Regions from separate parts of the Mus musculus genome. Here all the other regions are linked to region 1. Evidence: chromatin contacts called from public HiChIP or PLAC-seq data. All regions are on one chromosome and are shown on one strand. The core of a region is the stretch at or near the end of the contact, and the rest is flanking DNA. Distances in the headings are between cores, read along the strand shown. Region 1 holds the start of Rfc3 (replication factor C (activator 1) 3). Region 2 overlaps Gm3704 (predicted gene 3704). Region 3 has its middle 66 kb from the start of Gm36579.

Region 1 (2,537 bases), core at 22-2,521:
GGTCCAATCCTTTGGACAGGTACATCACAGGGTGTTTCCATGGTCCCAAAATTTGGATTAAAAGCCCTTCTGTCTTGTTTTATGGACAAACAGATGAAAAAGTTTTGAGACATCTGGAAGTTTTAGGGCTGGAGTCAATGCTAGAGCTGTTTCTAAAGCTTCAAATACCTTTTGTTCAACCTCAGTCCAGATTAAGGGCTCAGTGCCCTGCTTCGTGCTGGTGTGTAGTGAGAGGCCTTGCTCTGCTTACAAACTCTGGAATCCAGAGGCAGCACTACTCCATTGCCCCTAGGAACATACCTATATAGTAGTTTCTATAGTGATTCCAAATCTCATCAAGCTGATGACCAAGATTAACCATAGCAACAAGCTTTCAGGTGTCTGAAAGAAACTTCTGAAGCTACTGCAGGGAGCAGATCAGAGCTGTGTCTCTGGCCTTGGCCCTCTGGCTATGATTTGAGGACTCTATCCTTCCTTCCCAGCCACTTCCTCAGGTCTCACAAGTTGAAGAATTCCAAGTATGGTTATAAGTTAAAAAATACAGGGCAACCAATTAAAATCTAATTTCAGATAAAAATTAATTTCATTGCAAATATTGCCTGGGACACACACCGAAATGTTATTGGGGATCTAAATGTTATTGGGGGCATCTGTGTGTTGTATTTGTGAAAACAAGTAAACCTAGGTTTTTTTTTTTTCTATGTTCTCTTCACATTCTTTCAATCTTTTAGATTAAAAGAATATACCCTAGGATCCACCATGAACTACCTGTCTTTGGACGTTGTCTGTCATGCTTCTGGGTACTTTCGCTTCTGATTTCCTTTACTTTCTATTTCCTTTACTTTCCTAGTTCAGAACATATAGTTCACAGAGGCATGTAGGCAAATGCTCATTGAATATTGGAGTTTGTTTATTATTTTAAAGAAAAGCAGTTCTACTAATAAAGATAACAGATTATGTAGCACTAATTAGAATGAAGTTGTGAATCAGTGAATAAATGAAAGAATGAAATGGAGGGAATTTCCTTCCCTAAGAACTCAGATTGGACGAACCTGAATGTCAGAGATACATCTTTAATTCCTTCGAATGTTTTCTAAAATGTTACAGGGTGAGAACAAAGAGGCAGCCACTGCCCGGTAAATCCAGCGACTGTTGGTGCAGTGGTGGAAGTGGGAACTGCAGCGACTGCTCCACTCCCGGTTGAGATTGCCCAGTCTCCCTATCCGGAAGTCGCCGGGTGCCGGAAGTGACGTCGCACGCTTTCGCGCTCGCGGGAAAACTCTACTGTCTAAGCGGCGGGTCCGCTGGTGCGACTGTGGAGCGGTCATGAGCCTCTGGGTGGACAAGTACCGGCCGAGCTCCCTTGCCCGGCTGGACTATCATAAGGAACAGGCAGCACAGCTGCGCAACCTGGTGAGCCGCCCTGCTCAGCAGCTTCCTGCACAGCCCGGGGAAGGGAAGGGAAGGGAAGGGAAGGGAAGGGAAGGGAAGGGAAGGGAGGGAGGGAGGGAGGAGGCGGGCGCCCCGGTGCTAGCGAGGGGGTCAGAGTGACGCGTTCCTCAAAGTGCGGTGTGTTTGCTGCCGGGAACCTCAATGGCTTGGTGTGGGGACCAGAAGAAGGCCAGTGTAGTGGAGAATCAGGAGCAAGCAGCGGCGGTAGGGGGCGGGGATGGGGGTGTGCCCGGGCCTCGGTGTTACTGCAAATGCCTGATGGGCTCTCCCGCTACAGAGAGCTTAGGTGGGAAGCTGATAGAGGTGACTGTGCCCCGGACCCTGTTCTTAGTTACTGCGGAATCACAGCTAAGGCTTTTCTGAAAAGGAGAGATTATTTTAACGAGTGCCGCGATCGTTCATATGAGAGCTTTTGGAAGACTCGAGGGTGAAGTGGAAGATATGTTTTAGGTTTGGTTTTGGTTTTGGTTCGTGATGCATGCACTAATTTGAAATAGAATATTATGCTTCGTTAATACACGTGCCGGTTTTCCTTGCAAAAGCTTTAATGTTCAGTTTCCCGGTGGCAAGATCAAGACCCCATGTTAATAGTACTCTTTCGTTTGATGGCACTCTGTTACTGCTGTCTTTTCCATAGCATTGATCAACCTTGATCTAGTGTGAAGTTCTTCTGTCTCTTCCAAGTGAACTTACAAGGAAATCAGCGCACCTGCTTCTGAGCAAGAGGACCATTATGGGGAGCCCGGGCCAGACAAGCATCTGTCTTAGTTACAGAGATTGGGTTCGCCTTCTGTCATCCCTTAGTTTCAAACGGGCCCTTCAGATAGCTTACTTAGGGAGTGCCTACTTTTAAGCATTTAGTGCATGTAAATTAGATTAAATTAGTGTCCAGAGTTTGGTACATTTTCTGTTGGAGCTGGATGGTAAACAGAATATCTTGGAACTTTAAAAGTGGTTTGTTTAACTTAGTTCACCCAGTTTAACTAAGATATAATGTCTTGTTCTTTTTTTCCTTAGGTGCAGTGTGGAGACTTTCCTCACCTCTTAGTATATGGACCATCAGGTGCTGGAAAAAAGACAAGAAT
Region 2 (2,537 bases), core at 12-2,511, 230 kb after region 1:
CAGGCAAAATACTGATGCATATAAAATGAAGTAAGTAAATCTTTTTAAAGTTTTAAATAAAAAGAAAAGCAGGCATAATAGTGCCAAACTGTTAATCATTCTCTAGTATTATACCAAAAAATGCCAACGTTTTAAAGGCACTAGATGGCACCATCCAATTTTAACCAGATGATAATCATGATTTTATTATAATATTAATAATAATTATTATTAGCTAAAATTGCTTTTTTTTTCGAGACAGGGTTTCTCTGTGTAGCCCTGGCTGTCCTGGAACTCACTCTGTAGACCAGGCTGGCCTCAAACTCAGAAATCTGCCTGCCTCTGCCCCCAAGTGCTGGAATTAAAGGCGTGCGCCACCACGCCCGGCTAAAATTGCTTTTATTAAAATAATTCTGGCCAAACTAGTAGAAAACAGTAAATTAAGGAAATGCAATAGACATAACACTTGAACTTGCATAGCACATTAGCTCCATTCTGATATTATTGGGGAGCTGCTCAGTGCATGCAGGGGGTGCGAATAGCAACTCCGGAGAGGTGAGGTGACTTGTAACAAAATTCTATTTTTAATTCTTCCTTAAGATGCAAATCTAGCCAGGGGGTGGTAGCGTAAGCCTTTGATCCCAGCTCTTGGGAGGCAGAGGCAGGCAGATTTCTGAGTTCAAGCCAGCCTGGTCTAGAGAGTGAGTTCCAGGACAGCCAGGGCTACACAGAGAAACCCTGTCTAAAAACAAACAAACAAACAAACAAACAAAACAAAACAAAAGATGCAAATCTATAAGTGCCTTGGATATATATGTTTAATAAATACCCAGAGATTAAAATTTTAAAAATACATCCACTTGTAACCAAGATGAAAATCCAGATAGATCGGAACAGACTATCTTCACAAGCTGTAACAGAGAAAAAGATTGTTTACTGCGTCCTGTCAGTAGAAAAGCAGCTGTAGAGAATGCCTCAGTGAAGTTCAGCATGAGTGTTGGTGACATTGTCAGAAACACAGGGATTGGGTGGGATATGCTGCATGTCAGAACTCATGCCAAGCAAAGCCTGTGCCACAGTCCCAGACCCAAGTTGTCTTTTACTGCTTGAAAGAACGCATGGCAAGCTGTGGTTCCCTCATAACACTGAAACCTAAATGTTTTCCAACCCAGATGAGGTCTCGCGCCGGAAGTTCTTTTGACTAAGTATTGCCGAGGCATCTGTGGGTAAATACGAGCACAGTATGAGTCGGCCTGCCAGGGCAGGAGTAATCTTTGAATCTCTATACATGCAAAGAACAGTGATTAGATTTTGTAACCAGGAATGGTTAGCAAGTCAGAACTATTCAGGGAAAGGACCATGTGAAAAATGTTTTTCATACTATGGCAAAGAGCATGGGCAAGGTTCCAGATGGGGTAAAAGCTGTAGGCTGGGCATGTCAGAGGCCCAGTGGTGCTCTCAGAGATGCCCTGCTTCACAACAGCTGAGCTCAGGCAGCAGCAGAAGCTACAGAAATATGATGTGGATTAAGGACCCTGGAGGGAATTGAAGCCACTCTCTATGGCTTGCCCTGCTGTTGACTCTCCCTGTGCAGAGGGGTCAGTTTTGGTTTGTTTCTACAAGGGTTTGTTCACTCCCTGCATCTGTGCACCTTTTGCCAACCTCTTTATCTGCTGGCCACTGGCTAGAGATGGCTGCTGACTTACACTGACTACTGGACCAGTGGGATTTCCACTGTTGCTTATAGGGAGTAACCAGAGAAAGATGGTGCCTAGTTGTGACTTAGCCTGGGCTTATGTGGATATCTACGCCCTGGAACTCACTTCCTAGTGTGACTGGTTTTAACTGTCTCCTCTTCTAACACTCTTCACTCACTAAACTAAGTGAATACTGACTTAAAGGAGAGCACGACCTTTAGGACTGAATGCAATTATAAAATGCTACCATTCAAAGGGAAGAGTAAGAACCACTTGTGAGCATCCTCTTTCACCCACAGTCCCAGCAAACACGTTCATCAGTGTCTCTCTGGACACTGTAACCCTGGGCGGCATGCTGACACCGACTGCATGAGAGCCCAGCCTTATCCTCTGAAGCTCTGTCACTAGTATGAAGGCATTCTCCCACCCTTGAGCCTTTAAGAGAGTAGCAAAACAAGCACTTGTCCAAATGCAACGCAGCCTGGACACTTTCCAACTCCCCGCCCATGTTCTCCCTCAACGCCCACCACCAGATTCCCTAAGAAGTGAGTCCGGGACAGCCTCTTTCACCTAGGAATGCTTCAGTTTGTGTCCTGAATAAAAATCCTTAGGACTTGATTCTGGCACTTCCATTTTTCCTAAGGCATCTTTTTTTTTTTTTTTTTTTTTAAATGTAGAGTAAAAGCAACTCAGTCCAAAGTATTTCACAGTGACAATAACTTAGTATCTGTTAAGCAGAATAATTTTGTACTGGATCATAAGAAAACGTGTCTTTAGCTAATTTAGTTTTCAGGCTCTTGTTTTCACATCTGAAATTAAGGGGTACCTTGCAACAAGCCAATGATTTTTAAAGGATAATAT
Region 3 (2,537 bases), core at 14-2,513, 170 kb after region 1:
AATGCCTCCATGAGATACAACTGTTAGGCATTTTCTCAATTAGTGATCAAAGGGGAAAGGCCCCTTGTGAGTGGAACCATCTCTGGACTGGTAGTCTTGGTTCTATAAGAGAGCAGACTGAGCAAGCCAGGGGAAGCAAGCCAGTAAAGAACATCCCTCCATGGCCTCTGCATCAGGTCCTGACTTCCTTGGTGATAAACAGCAGTATGGAATGTAAGCCGAATAAACCCTTTCCTCCCCAACTTGTTTCTTGGTCATGATGTTTGTGCAGGAATAGAAACCCTGACTAAGACAAACAGATACTGTTCACTTGAAAAAGTACTCTGTATATATTTTAAGGATTCCAAAAACCAAAATTTTGTAAGGTAATACCCAGGAGACATCTATTTATATGTGTATTTTTTATTTATTTGGAATGATAATTATATCTCTTTCTCTTCCTCTTTCTGTCTCCCCTTTCCTCCCAAAGGGTGTTTCTCTTCACTATTTTGAAAATTCATTGCCTACATTTTCATAAATTTTTGTCATATATGTCACATATACATTAGATATATCCTAAACTACATTATAATTATCTGTAATATATAATAACACCATAAATTTATATCAAGAACGCTCCTGATAAGTGGCCTTACATGAAAAAGGAAGAAAGATAAAAATGAAGTATTATTTATTTAGTTGTGATTTATTAAAAATGAAATTGGGGACTGGCTGGACCAGGATAAACTAATAACAGAATCTAGATGATGACATTAAAACTTATGAACCTTAACTCTATAAATAGATGACTGGGAAACTAACTGATCATGTTTACTGATCTGGTCTATCCTTACTCATTTTACATCTTTATATTTACTGCTATAAGGAGAAAAGAACAGACCAGGGAGTCGAGATAAATACAAGTTTACTATACTTCTAAATGGCAGACACTAGAAATTGACATTACAATTTTAACCTCTTAGAAAATCACTGTATGAAATATTTTAAGTGCAAGCCTTGAGGAGCCTATGTGTGGCTTTTTAAAAATCACCTGTTCAAACTATCTTTCAAAACAGCAGTCTAAAACAAATAAACTGATATGTTATGCCCTACAATGTTCTCTCAGGCAATGGTGCTCTCCAAAGTCACTGTGGACCATTAAAAAATCATAAAGGTGGGGGAAGAAGGAAGGACCAAACATGTTTTTCATCAGCATAGAGGATGCAGGTGCAGAATCTCAGGGTTATGAAATCCCCAGAGCACATGCATGAGAGGAAAATAAAATCACAAAACCCAGCGTATTCAGGGACACTGGTAACATTTACAGGACAATCTCAGCACTGTGACTTACTTACAGTTGTCTGAATTTTGCTTCTGCCTGTGTCCTTGTCTGTCATGAGAACCACAGGCTGTGCACAGACTGAAAGCCTGAAACAACAGTAGGAAGCAGCTGTAGCACACAAAGTCTTCTCTGACATTGTTGTGGTCTGAGCCTGTTCCATATCCTAAGACAGTAATTTCCTTGGCTCAGCCTAGATACAGGGCATTGTCTCTGTGTGGTAAAGACTCTAATATGTACTTTCCTTTGAATTGTCTTTTCTTGCTCCTGCAATCTTTGTTTATACCAGTGGAGATGACTCGCAAGATCTGTTTTGAGTTCTGGAAGCCCAGCACCCACATGCAGGCAGACATAATTCTAGGTGCATTCATTCCCATTTTTATCACAGAAGAAGGACCCAAAGAAATCCAGGAATTTATTTGGAAATATCCAGATTTACTATTGGAAAATACTCTGTAAGTACCTGGGTGAATGTGCTAAGGGTGTTCTGTCTACACAGCAGTAATACTCAGCGATGCACGTGTAATTCCTTTGTCAGTAACGAAACATATACACAGAAATGTGAGACTGAATGTTAAACTTACCTCTTTCACTGTGCATCTATAGGAAATTTCTTTCCTATTCTTTATATTTACATCACGTAGAGATCAAATAAGGAAACCAGAAACTTCGTGTCAGCATCATCTGTGAGTCAATGGTCAGGCATATATATACTTAAGTCATAGAATCAATCTGTCAAGGAGATGTTCCTTCTGTTCATGTTAATTTGAGCATCTTTACATCTTATGTTTGAATGTCTGCTTCTTTCTACACAGTAAAAGTGTTGATGCTAAAATGACGTTGAATGTCCCCATGGCTTTACTACATATCTAAGTCTCTTTTACCCCACATGTTTCTTTGGTCTCTTTAAAGTATCTGATTGGGAACTGTGATCTTAGTTATGACTTATTTATTTTCCATTGAAATTTTAAGGTAGTGTATGGAAAATCACATCCGTAATGACTGGTCTTCTACCTCCTAGTTAATCAGGTCTGTTGGGCACACTGTGTCCTAAGATTTGTTGGAAGTTTTGTCTTTTTTATTTTCAGTATTTCTATCTGTCCTTGCCCTCTCTCAGAATCTGTTGGAGTACAGAATCTTTCATTTGTATTGCTGTTTTTTCATCCTCTGTCCAAGTTCTCCTGTGTAGGCTTGCATCATGTTCCATTTGAACTCACTT

The links. HiChIP or PLAC-seq counts read pairs in DNA pulled down with a chosen protein or histone mark.
Region 2: an H3K4me3 HiChIP or PLAC-seq map of neural progenitor cells shows a contact between it and region 1, with 16 read pairs. The contact joins the enhancer-like site here to the promoter of Rfc3 in region 1. A contact is called at or near these places in 3 of 39 promoter capture datasets (3T3-L1-derived adipocytes, embryonic stem cells and liver), 2 of 15 datasets of contacts at CTCF or cohesin (CD8 T cells and the NIH/3T3 cell line), 1 of 484 Hi-C or Micro-C datasets (nephron progenitors), 6 of 115 datasets of contacts at active chromatin or transcription factors (effector CD8 T cells, embryonic stem cells, neural progenitor cells and 1 more) and 3 of 9 other capture datasets (adipose tissue, embryonic stem cells and liver).
Region 3: an H3K4me3 HiChIP or PLAC-seq map of the 230-238 cell line shows a contact between it and region 1, with 20 read pairs. The contact joins the enhancer-like site here to the promoter of Rfc3 in region 1. A contact is called at or near these places in 6 of 39 promoter capture datasets (the C10 cell line, the HPC-7 cell line, embryonic stem cells and 1 more), 1 of 484 Hi-C or Micro-C datasets (nephron progenitors) and 2 of 115 datasets of contacts at active chromatin or transcription factors (both in the 230-238 cell line).

What each region holds. Positions count from the first base shown.
Region 1 is chr5:151,649,942-151,652,478 of GRCm38.p6, reverse strand. Rfc3 (replication factor C (activator 1) 3) reads left to right here and starts at 1,271. Exons shown (of 9, transcript NM_027009.2): 1 at 1,271-1,413; 2 at 2,470-2,537. The coding sequence starts at 1,327.
Region 2 is chr5:151,421,690-151,424,226 of GRCm38.p6, reverse strand. All of the region lies in intron 1 of Gm3704 (predicted gene 3704), which reads right to left. Gm36579 (a long non-coding RNA gene) reads right to left here. Exons shown (of 3, transcript XR_003956030.1): 3 at 776-1,199. It also overlaps a transcript of Stard13 not described here. Among named protein-coding and RNA genes, the nearest start is that of Gm36579, 6.5 kb to the right of the region's middle. Within about 2 kb of position 1,261, at least 19 of the 459 cell types and tissues checked have an H3K27ac peak or open chromatin away from gene starts, as enhancers often do. A contact at or near this core is called in 3T3-L1-derived adipocytes, adipose tissue and neural progenitor cells, where this site is marked.
Region 3 is chr5:151,481,012-151,483,548 of GRCm38.p6, reverse strand. No RefSeq gene overlaps it. Among named protein-coding and RNA genes, the nearest start is that of Gm36579, 66 kb to the right of the region's middle. Within about 2 kb of position 1,263, at least 1 of the 459 cell types and tissues checked has an H3K27ac peak or open chromatin away from gene starts, as enhancers often do. A contact at or near this core is called in the 230-238 cell line, where this site is marked.